Linked DNA regions of Zea mays: region 2 is linked to region 1. A link is a contact called in public Hi-C data. All regions are on one chromosome and are shown on one strand. The core of a region is the stretch at or near the end of the contact, and the rest is flanking DNA. Distances in the headings are between cores, read along the strand shown.

Region 1 (6,164 bases), core at 1,066-3,565:
CTTCGTGTTGCTAAGGTACTAGCCATTTATCTCAAAGTTCGCTTCATGCCGTTCAGCGACAAATAGCAATGTGCCAACATCTGGTTGAGCAATGTATGACTGAGATTCTAACATTTATTCATCTGACAAGGTCTTATTGCTTACTAATAAAATCTCAATTTGTGATGTTTTCTGTGCCAAAAAGGCTTTCATGCATTAATATTAAATTTCTTCAGGTTACTTCGGGTAAAACTTTATGCACGAGGAGAGAGCATAGATTTAACTTATCTGTGTTTCATTGTATTTCGATTTAATTTCCCAGATTTAATATAGTTGTTATGGCCACTTGGCGATATATATAAATATACGATGGCACACAACACAATCAAACAAAATATAAAGTGAAAACAAAATTGTTTACGAAGGTTGCACATAATGTGACTTCAGGACCTTGAACAACCCACCACAATCCATGCGAGTACAAGCTCTAGCGTATCTGGCGTCAACGCGTGTGCGGCCATCAGGGCTACGACAGTATAGCAAGCCTTCGTAATAAGCGCAATAGGCACAATTATGGCTCGGTAATTGGGGTACACGATAAATCCACGCAACGTGCGCAACAGGCGCAATTGTGGCTCGCGAAAGACAGACAGTGCCTACAGGGCATGCAAAAAATACGCGACTCAGCGATGGCGGTCTGACTCAACGGGAGCGATCCGATTAATGGAGAGCGCGACATAGCAATCACATGACGCAACCAAGTTCGAACGACACAAATATTGCGTCGTGTTGCCAGGGTGCAGTCAATATTCAGCTAATGTCATAACTCAGCCGATTACCAACGCAGCCTGATCGGCGTGTCTGAGTACCCATTATACAATTTAATCGCTCGACGTGAGTCCGAAGGCTCAACACATAACAAATATTTAGAGCGATTTGAGTATGCACATTATAGCCTTCACATGCATTCTTAATAATTCTTTGTTAATTATTTGCTGCCAGAAATAATTATTAATACAGAAAAAACCAAAATTAATGCATGGGCATCACCACATATGTGCAAAAGGCATTTTCCATTATTAAACGTGCATTTTGTACTAATTATTTACTGCCAGAAATAATTAATTACGCTAGAAACTGTAACATGTTTAGTCTTTTTGTTATTTGCAACTGGAAATATAGAACAAATTATATGGAGCATGCATATAAATTTATATAAATTCAATAAGAACTTATGTATATAAATATTGCATCGTGTCTAATCATCCAACGGTTTAAACCACTTAAACAGTTGTACAGAGAGGAAGAGGTTGCTTAACCGTGACTTCCCCATGTATAGGAGTGTCGCATGCATACCTTTGACCGGCCTTTTTTTTGTTATTAGACTGCCACGGCTGGTGGCCTAGTGCTCGTCCATTAAGGTAGCTCGTCACATCACGAAAAAGCCGTCAGAGCCACCATCACCAACTACTATTTTTAATGGGCAGTAAAAAAACAGCAAAACTAACTGCCGCAAAACTCGCGCACGTCGCGCAGTCTTTGGCTCAACAGACGCAGAGAGGAATACCGTGTGATTGAGCACTGCGCGCATTCGTGATTTATTCGCATCCGCATCTATGCGTTGCCGAGTTGTTTCTTCCTCGCGCAGATGCATGAGTGCTCATCTCCTCGATAATAATCAAATCAAGAACAGTAGATCCAACCAACGCGTGATTGCGTAGAGGTGAAATCGAAGCCTGTCGCGTAGGACAGTTCGGCTAGGCCAGAGACCTGCCGACTTGACGAAGAGGTGATGCAGATCCGATCTCGCAGCAACGTTGAGGTAGAGCGTGCTGATAACGTGTTGAGAACTACGTTACCACGGATCACCAGATCCGCTCCCTTCCCTCCCGTCAGCAGTAGAGGCGCAAGAAGATGTAGAGAACCCGTCTCCCTTCCCATAAGCACGACAGAGGAAACACACGAGACACTGGATATAGGGTTGGGCCTCTGGCCTCTTTCTCATCTCTTATGAGGGGTACATGTTCCTTTATATATAGACGTGAGACCCCTCAGGGGCAGAGTCGGTATTTGCCCATATAACCCTAACTAGGGTTACTTAACAGGAAACGCCAAAGGTTGTCACGACTCACGAGTATCAGAGTATGAGGCCCACACGTGTGCGCCGCGGCGGGCCCGGCACGTGCACGCGCGGGGGCACCTGGTGCCGAGCTGGGCCGCGGGCGCGGGACGCGGCCAAGGGCGCCCGCAGTGGCCCACGCCGGATCCGCGTCACCCTGTCGTATCCCTTCCCCCGCAGCCGCCAGCCGCTACTATAAATGCGAGCTACCCTCCTCCCGCCTTCTCACACAGTCGCACCAATCATTTCTTTGCAATCTGCAGCCTCTGCAAACTGATCGCGTTGCTGGTTGCTGGTAATCATCGGACCAGTCCACAGATATCGGAAGCTCTCTTGCTACTGATGGCGAAGCCCAGCGTGGCGGTGCCGGAGGTTGGCGTACCAGCGGCGCAGGCGTCGTGCACCTGCCCGGGGACGCTGCTCGCGTACCCGCCGCCGCGTGGCGCCGGGGTCGCGGCCGCCGTGCGGCGCAAGTGCCTGCAGGTGGAGCTCGGCGCGGGGGCGGGCCTGCTGGGCGGCGCCGGCGCCTGGGGCGTGGAGTCCATGCGGGCGTCGTCGCCCACGCACGCCAGGGCCGCGGCCGCGCTCGCCGCCGGCGGCGGCGTCGATGTCGACGTCGACGAGGAGCGCGCCGCCAGCTGGATGGCGCGGCACCCGTCGGCGCTGGGCAGGTTCGAGCGGATCGTGGCGGCGGCCGAGGGCAAGCGGATCGTCATGTTCCTGGACTACGACGGCACGCTGTCGCCCATCGTGGACGACCCCGACGCCGCCTTCATGAGCGAGACGGTGAGCGAACTGCGTTAGTTGCGTACTGTGCCACCACTACCTTTTATTCGGTTGATTCTCATCAGCTCACAGGCTTTTGTTGGTTTGGCTGGCGAGAAGCAGATGCGGATGGCCGTGCGTAGCGTCGCCAAGCATTTCCCGACGGCGATCGTGAGCGGCCGGTGCCGCGACAAGGTACCCACTACCCAGCACCCACCAAATCTAGAGGAAACGTACATCTCATCGGTGACGCACCGGCTCACCATCTATCGCCGGCGCGGCGGCGGCGGCGACTAACTAAGCGAGCTTTTTCCCGAAGCATGCAGGTGTTCGAGTTCGTGAAGCTGGCAGAGCTCTACTACGCCGGCAGCCACGGCATGGACATCAAGGGTCCGGCGGCCGCCAAGGCCTCCTCTTCTTCTCGGCACGCCGCAAAGGCAAAAGGAGTAGTGTTCCAGCCGGCCAGCGAGTTCCTGCCCATGATAGAGGAGGTGCACGAGCGCCTGGTACAGACGACGCGCTGCATACCGGGGGCCAAGGTGGAGAACAACAGGTTCTGCGTCTCCGTCCACTTCAGACGCGTCGACGAAAAGGTGTGGTTCGCCAATAATAAACGGCCGTCGTCGTTTTCCTCTTGCCGTTTCCAGCCTCAGCCTCATCATATCATGTATTGGCTGGTTCAGATGTGGGGCGAGCTGTCAGAGTCGGTGAGGGGCGTGCTGCGGGGGTACCCGAAGCTGCGGCTGACGCACGGGCGGATGGTGCTGGAGGTGCGGCCCAGCATCAAGTGGGACAAGGGCAAGGCCCTGGAGTTCCTGCTCGAGTCGCTCGGCTTCGCGGACTGCAGCAGCGTGCTGCCCGTGTACATCGGCGACGACCGCACCGACGAGGACGCCTTCAAGGTCCTGCGGCGCCGCGGCCAGGACCAGGGCGTCGGCATCCTCGTGTCCAAGCACCCCAAGGAGACGAGCGCCTCCTACTCGCTCCAAGGCCCCGCAGAGGTGCGTGCGTGAGCGTGACCCACCAAAAGCATCCGTTTCGATCCCGTGTCTACGTCCTCGTCTCCCTCTCTCCGCGGCCCCGCACAGTGTGCCCTGGACCACCACCAGCACGGCACCACTACCGGTGGCCGGCGGTGGGGTTGCGGCCGATCTCACGTCCGTTTCGGTCGTCCTGTGCAATTACCGCCAATTCGCCTACTCCGCCGCCGCGTTGCTGACGTTGCCTAGCTTGTGGATGTGCGCAGGTGATGGAGTTCTTGCTGCGGCTTGTCGAGTGGAAGCGCCTCTCCAGGGCCAGGCTCAGGCTGCAATGAGATGAGACGGCGCAACTGCCGTACGTGGACACGTACGACGATGCAACGGATTAAGCTAACTGCCAAGTGCCAGTTAATTAAGTTAAGATCCTGCCTGCTACGTGGAATCGTGAACGGCACTGTCTCTCTACTGTCCCCCCGTAGTGATCAGCATGCATGTACATCGTTGTCTCATACAGTACTAGCTAGTTAGTACTAAGCATGCCTGTTACATATATATAGCTTCATGTGAATGTGTTGTACTGATGTGTGATCTTAAAAGTATGCTGATGAACGGTGTGATATTTTTTTAATCCACACTACTTGCTGATTTGGTTCAAAGCCGGACCTGTCGTCGTCGAAGTGATCCAGCTTTGCAACGCCATTGGCCACCACCACATCGATCGAAAGCCACACCAATAATGAGCAAGGCGACGATGGAATCTTGGATAACGCATGCCACACGGGAGCGCGCACACGATCTTTACCATTTGATGAAGATAATGATCTACCTGTGGACGTACGCCGCGTGATGACGAAGCGCGGTTGGACTCCACTCGGAAGATCGATGGAGACGCGCGCTCTCTGGCCATTATATTCCCCCGTGCTTGTGCTTGTGCTTGTGCTTCCAATCATGTCGTACGTCCAATGCAATGTCCGGGAAGATGGATTGCATGGCACGGTTCTGGCCATCTTCAAGAAGACAACAATCCCCCTCCTTTTCCACTTTCGATGGCCTCATCGATTGATCACTGCTACAGCGTACGTACGTACAATCGTTTATCAGCTTATTACCTGTCGGCCTCGCTGTCAATTTGTTGTTGGGAAAGAAGCGCATCTAAAATCAGCTCGTCGATCCATCTTTTCAGCAAAATGAAATATTTTATCCATCCCGTCACCAAATTGATCGAGTGCTGCTTTAGGACTCTTGGCTCTTGCCGCTCGCCAGCAAAAATCTTGAGGTGACACTGACACCTGCTTCGAAAGCCTATCTCCGTCAAGCAAATTGTGCATATCTACAATTGCACGCCAATAATAGATTGCTTTGCTCCTATCTATGTCTGATATTAAAAGGCCAAAACTTCAGCTGATTTTCTGTTGTCGCGCATCCATTCTAATGAGGTCCGACTGCCCGGCCCACTCGCTACTTACGGCTGTTGGAATATAATATAATTGAATTATCTATCTCTTTCTATCAGTTTAATCTTTTGAGTTGAATTGGTTACTCCATGGAACTTAATATGGTATCAGAGTTAGAGATCTCGAGTTTGAATGCTTGTTAACACAATTAAATAAAATAATTATTACTCACTCCTATATTCTTGTCGGGTACCGTAATTAGAGGTACCCCCAACACTCCTAAACACGGCTGGTAATCACCCTCAGCATAAACTTTAAAGTCTGATGGGCACGGTTCAGGTCAAGACCTCGTCTACCAAGGGACGCAACATCGCCTTGCCCGAGCCCGGCCTCGAGCGGGAATAGTAGTCCCGGACGAGTTCACGCCTCGCCCGAGGACCTCCTCAGCCAGTGGGCACACCCTCGGCTCGGCCGAGGCCCACCTCGGGCAGGCTTCGTCGAGAAGCAACCTTGGCCAAATCGCCTTACCAACCGACCATATCGCAGGCGCATTCAATGCGAGGATCGCCTGACACCTTATCCTGACACTCGCGACTCAGTCGGCAAGGTCGAAGTGACCGCAGTCACTTCTCCCTTTCACTGACCGATCTGACAGGAAAACAGCGCCGCTCACCCCGCTCCGACTGCTGTGCCAGCCACCCGGGCAAGGCTGACAACAGCAAGTTCAGCCTCGGGCGCAACAAGAAGCTCCGCCTCGCCCGACCTTAGGCCTCGGCCTCGGGAGGAGGTCTCCGCCTCGCCCGACCCCAAGACTCGGCCTCAGCGTCGGCCTCGGGAGGAATCACGTCCTCGCCCGACCCCGGCCTCGGCCTCAGGAGAAGTCTCTGCCTCGCCCGACCATGGGCTCGAACCGACTGCGCCACAGGG
Region 2 (6,164 bases), core at 958-3,457, 200 kb before region 1:
CTGCCGCTGCCGGCGCGGCAGGGTTGGAGGGTGCTGCTGCGGTGGCGGACGTGCCCGTCGCGGCATTGGCATTGGCGACGCCGACGGGCGTGGACGAGCACGACGCCGTCGTCGTCGTCGTCGTGAAGGGCGGGAAACTGGAGGGCGCAGCAGGGAGCTTCTGCGGGAAGGGGCGCAGGAGGTACGGCGGCAGGGAGGAGGACGGCGGGGGGAAGATATGGTCGAAGCGGGTGCGGAGCGACGCGGCGGGGCCCCCGACCCCGACGCCCGCGGCGAAGGGCGGCGACGGGATGCCCGTGAACTCCTGCACCATGGCGCGGAAGTTGGAAGTGTCGGTCGTCAGCACCGTCGTGGGCGCCCGCCGCGACGCGCGCGCTCGCTTCCGCGTCCCCCTCGGTGGCTGCGCCGGCGCGGGCGCGCCGCCCAGTGTCGTGGTGTCAGCAGCCTGCTGCCGCCCGCCCGTGCCCGAGTCGGCTTGCGCGACGCGCGGGGACGAGGAGGAGGGCAGCCCCGAGGCGCCAGCGAACGCCCCTAATGACCAGGTACCCGCCTGCTGCTGCTGCTGCGGAGGCGGCGGCGCCGACGACGTCAGCTCTTGCAGGCCGAAGTAGGAGCCGTGGAGCGAGAACGCGGCGGCCGAGGGCGACGGCGATGGTCGGAGCAGTGCGGCGAGCGCGGAGGAGTCGACGCCCCCTCCACCGCCGCCGGCCCGCGAGTCGTACTCGTCGTCGCCGCCGCCGCTAGACGACTGGAGGCTCCCGCTGTTGCCGGAGTCCATCACCGCAATCCCACCAACCCTCCTCTCCTGCCCCGCTTCCCGGTGGTGCAACTCCCCAGAAACAACCAACTACCACTACAAGCAGCTAAAAAGGCCGGATCTTCCACTCCGGGACTCACTGATCCAGGAGGGACGAGTGGCAGACGCAGAAAGAGGAAAAGCTTTGCCTCGGACCGACGACGCGGTATAAAAAGGGGAGGGGAGTAGAGATCGATGAGGGAAGAAAAGATTGAGGTGCCGAGGGGAGGGGAGGAGACGGCTGCTGCTGCTTCCGAGCACGTTCCCGCAAAGGGGCGGCGACTGACTGACGGCTGGGGAGGACCGGGCCGGGCCGGAGGAAGCTATCGTTGGTTGCGTCTGCTTTGTTGCTGTGCGCGAGTGCGACCAGGCTCGGTGGGCCGGGAATGCGTGCGTGGTGTCCAGGGCTCCTGGTTTGGAGAACAGCGCCCAGCCCATAATAAGGTCTGCTTTCGAACGCATGAGACAATCCTATATGGATTTAGATGCAACACATGAAAAACATAGGAATTTAAGGAGAGAAATAGACGCATAGGTTTTTCATAGGAATTTATGGAGAGAAATAGACACAAAGAAAGAAAAACATAGGTTGGACCCCTTTTAAGTTCACTTCAACATGACTATGGATTGAGGTATTTCGTAGAATTTTTGCAGGGTCTTACAATGTCTAAATCCTAGGAAAAACGCCTGGATGAATCAAATCCAATATATAATTCTTTTACCAACCCTTTGTTCCAAAGGGGGGAGAAGAATGAGAGGCTTCGTGCGCGGCAGCTGACGACGGGCCCGACGGCAGCGATCCACAGACAGACTTGTTCCGTCTGGTCTGCGCCGTCGCCAGTTCGTCCCCGGGGCCTTCGTCGACTAGACACTGATGATGCGAAACAACGTATCTGTGCTGCTAGGCAAACATTGGCTCGAGAAAAGTTCAGGCTGGAATCCTACTTCTGGAATCTCCCTTCGATGAGATTCCGGCTGTTCTTTTTGTTAGAGAATAACGAAAAAGACCAGAGAGAATGACAGAATGAAGTTATTGTTGTCTTTATTGCAGAGAGTACACTGTTTATATATAAGTACAAAACAATGTCTCCCAAAGGGTGTGTCCCTTGGGAGAGAATTGACAAGGGTTGATCACATCATGGTAACATGTTTTGTAACACTCCCCCTAATCAATCCAAGTCCATTTGATAATCTGCAATCTGTCTTTCAATATATCATCTCCTCAAAAACCCTGTGAGAAAAATAAGGAGTATACAATATCTTTTGGATTATGAGTAAAACTCATATTGAACTCCAAAAGAAAATATGCTTGTAATCATCATGTATAAAACCCCCTGGAAAAAATCAATGATGAAGCATATAGCTTAATTGATATTATCTCGTTAAAAACTTTGGATGAGAAAACCATAACAAGGCAAAACTCATACAAAGAAAAGAGTGTAATATGATGGTACAAAACAGGTCAAATATCATGGAGAATTACTCCCCCCTGATCCTTGTAAGCACTTAAGTCTTCGCATACCAATCACCTCAACACATTTCTGAAAACGTTGAGTATGGTAGAGATTTTGTGAATAGATCAGCAAGATTATCACAAGACTTTGTTTGCAAGATGAATAATACAATTTATGAGCAATATGCTTATTAATGTTGCTCATGATATAACATGTTTTCATCTGAACAACACAAGCTCAATTATCCTTATAGATAATTGTCGATGGTTCAATTGGACCATGGTATGCCATTGTTCTCCCATAGACCTCTAGTCCAAAGAACAATAATATGTCTATAGTCATCATCTCAAAAACCCCAGTGGGGAAAATAAATGATGAGACATATAACTCACACTAATATTTTTCCAAGATAATCTAGTCAGAAAATCTGAGAAATCAACATATCAGCTGAGTCTCCTTAAAACCCAACGGGAAAAATAAGGAGAGTAGTCATACTCTATTGTTGATCCGTTTGAACTCTAGGGAGATAAGCCCATAACCTAGTTCAAATGCAACAATAGCTATGTCATAATGTATCATCCTCGAAAACCTCTACGGGAAAAATAGATGATATGACATAGGCCTTGTGTTGATGTTGCCTCGTTAAAAACTTTGAATGAGAAACCTAAATAGGTTAATACTCATACAAAGAAAAGAGTACAACATGATGTACATACAAGTTCTTCCGATCAAAAGGAAAAAAACTCCCCCTGATCTTTACAAAACACTAAGTCATCCCATACCTACTCTCAAACACCCCCTGATCTATACGATGTGAAAAGCGTGGTCGAGACAAAGATTGATGTTGCTCCGAAGCTACACGCAAGGGAGCTTCGGCGTAATGGTAGAAAAAGGAAGCGACGTAAAGAGGAAAAGGTTATCTATTCCCCATTGGGTTGTCCATAAGTCAATAGTAAATATGAAGGACATGAATGTAAATTTACACAGGCTGTGCCATGTGCCTATAAATAGATGAACAGTACCTCGTACTGTTCACGCTGACTTGTATTCGCTTGTGCGTCACGCTTGGACTTTTTACCTTCCGTCAAGCCGAAGGTATAAATGTAATTCAATATTGTTCTCATTCATCCATAGTGATATAATAAAGATACATTAGCAATGTTGTATGATTATTCATGTTATTTCTCATGTTTCATATGTTTCGTATTTCATTAATATATATATGATGTGATGATGAAGGTATATCCTTCATAACCTTCGTCCGAAGATCATTATATCCTTGGGGAAATAATGCTTCGAAGGACGAATGACATTAACCATTAACCTATTTTTGTGTTGCCTTGTTCTTAATTCATAGCATTTGAGAACAAGTCCCCAACATTGGCGCCCACCTCCGGTGTACTCACTTCCACAGCCTTCGACAAAGCACTGACCTTCGTCATGCCGCCGAAGAAGACAACAGTGCCAGGGGCTGCTACACTGCAGCCACTGGACACAAACCAGGAGACTCTCTCTCTCCGAGAGGCTCGAAGCCAGAAGAGAAAGGCCACCAGTCCAACACTCCAGGAGGAGGAGTTGGACCAAGAGATCAGGGACATGGAAATCATCCATCAACAAGTGCAAAGGAAAAAGGAGAAGAAGAACGGTGTCGGCAAGGTGATTAAGCACAAGGCATGGCTTATCTTGAAGGGCCATGTCTAGCAATCAGGCGTGGACTTTGACGAGGTCTTTGCACCTATAACATCCATTGAGTCAGTGTGGTTTCTGCTGGCACTCGCTGCCTAGAAGGGGTGGTCTATGGACCACATGGATGTCAAGTCCATGTTTCTCAATGATGAGCTAGTCAAGGAGGTCTACATTTAGCATCCTCTTGACTTCGTCATCATCAACCACGAGGACAAGGTGTTGCGTCTAGATAAGGCATTTCACGATATTTGTCAGGTATCACATGCATGGCATACCAAGCTCAACGAGACGTTGGTGGCGCTTTGATTCAATCATAATATATTTGGTTGTGTTGTCTATCCTCATAGCAAGGGCGCTTCTCGGTTTCTAATGAGGGTCTACGTCGATGGTCTCATCATCATCAGGAACAATGCCAGCAAGATCATATAGTTCAAATGAAAGATGAACGTTAGGTTCAAGATGAATGATCTGAGCCTTCTCTAATTTTATCTTGACACTGAGGTGCATCAGGGGGTGAAGTTGTTTCATGCTACGTACACACGTAAGATCCTGGAGCGTGTGGGTATAAAAATTACAACTTCTGTTATACTCCAATGGAGCCCCGTCTGAAGTTGTCAAAGTCTAGTACATCAAAATTGGTGGATGCCAATGAGTATTGGGTCTTTATCGATTGTCTCCAGTATTTGGTGTGTACTTGGCTGGACATCGCCTTCACTGTTGGCTATGTCAATCTATTTGTGGAGAACCTCACCACCGAGCACCACAACATAGGCAAAGTAGATCCTATGCTACATCGCGGACAAAGTTGACTATGACTACTACTACAAACACGACGAGAACGAGCAGAAGGTGCTCAGGTATAGCGATGCTGACATAGGTGATGACATTGATATAAGGAAGAGCATCACCGATATGATGTTCTTCCTCGGTTCCTTCCCTATGACTCACAGGGACGACAACAACATATCAAGGTGCATGGTTGCAACAATTGCTTGCATCGCTAAAGATCGAGCAACACACAACCTTCTATTTAAAGATATACAACTAATCGACTATAGCATCAGCAAGAATCCTATTTTCATGACCGAAGCGAACATATAACTATGAGATTTTATTTTATTCGAGTGTGTATAAGAGATAGAAAGATGGACATTGAACATGCCCGCGATAATGGGCAGATCGCTGATATTTTCATGAAATCGTTGTCATGTAATCGCTTTTGTGAGTATATGTAAAGTTGGCGTTATCAAGTTCGGAAGAAACTTTAGTAGGGTGAAATATGGGCAAGGCATGTTGTCAGTACCCTGAATCAGGGGTACCCTCTTCTACAGTATGAAGACGCTGCACCCGTACGACACCTCCAGGCCACACAGAGAACAGCACCCGACCCCACCACATGGGCAGGTTTAAAGGCACCACGTGGCAAGGAAAGATAATACATCCCAGGATGCATCGTTGGTTCCGGACCTCCACAGAGAGACACTGGACCCATGTACGTACAAGTCCGGAGCTCCCAAAGAAGGCATGTCGGGTCCCTCGGGTGGGCCCCAGGTCCCTCTGAGTAAGGTCCGGGCCTTGGCAAGGTCCCGGGACGGGGAGGACCCCGACATGAGTAAGGGTATGGTGCTGACACATGTCCAAGCCTTGCCCTACGCTCCCCGCTCAGGCGGAGACCCGCTGCTGTCGCGTGGCTTGTGGCCCGTGACATAAGCCAACGGGCCGAGCCTGACGTAAGGCTCATAGAGCCGCGCAGCCCTTGCATTTATTGCGGAGAGGACGTGCCGCCTTCCACCACACTGACGGGCGACGTGCCCTCTCAGCATTTAATGTGTGCTGTCCAATCTGCTGGCAGACGGCGTCTTGGTCATCCAGCAGACGGCACACCTGTCCAGTCTGTTAACAAACAGTGCGCCCGTGCCGAGCAGCGCACTGTGCTCTTCATCCCTTCTACGAGAAGCCTCCCCTGCTCGCCGAGGATGCACAGATCTCGGATGTCAGGGCACAAGAAGATTGCTCCAGCAACAAACATTTGTAGCACCAAGTGCTATATTCTTTATGTCCCTGGGCCCACATGTCGGGGCTCAGTACCTTTGTGCATGCCCCCCTTCAGCTATAAAAGGGGAGGCATGCGACGTTACAAGACATATCCAATCTTAGGCTCACTCAGACACTCACAAGTTCATACAAGCTCTCAAGCAATACATCACACAGTGGAGTAGGGTGTTACG

The links. Hi-C and Micro-C count contacts between places; a contact is called where the count stands out from the background.
Region 2: a contact with region 1 is called in a Hi-C map of bundle sheath, with 5 times the contacts expected there. The contact joins the promoter of LOC103632658 here to the promoter of LOC103632655 in region 1. A contact is called at or near these places in 2 of 25 Hi-C or Micro-C datasets (bundle sheath and endosperm).

What each region holds. Positions count from the first base shown.
Region 1 is chr7:104,975,910-104,982,073 of Zm-B73-REFERENCE-NAM-5.0, reverse strand. LOC103632655 (probable trehalose-phosphate phosphatase 7) reads left to right here and starts at 2,315. Exons shown (of 4, transcript XM_020541312.3): 1 at 2,315-2,884; 2 at 2,957-3,058; 3 at 3,183-3,456; 4 at 3,547-4,475. The coding sequence starts at 2,441. The coding sequence ends at 4,082.
Region 2 is chr7:105,171,993-105,178,156 of Zm-B73-REFERENCE-NAM-5.0, reverse strand. LOC103632658 (translation initiation factor IF-2) reads right to left here and starts at 2,207. Exons shown (of 1, transcript XM_008654414.4): 1 at 1-2,207. The coding sequence starts at 778.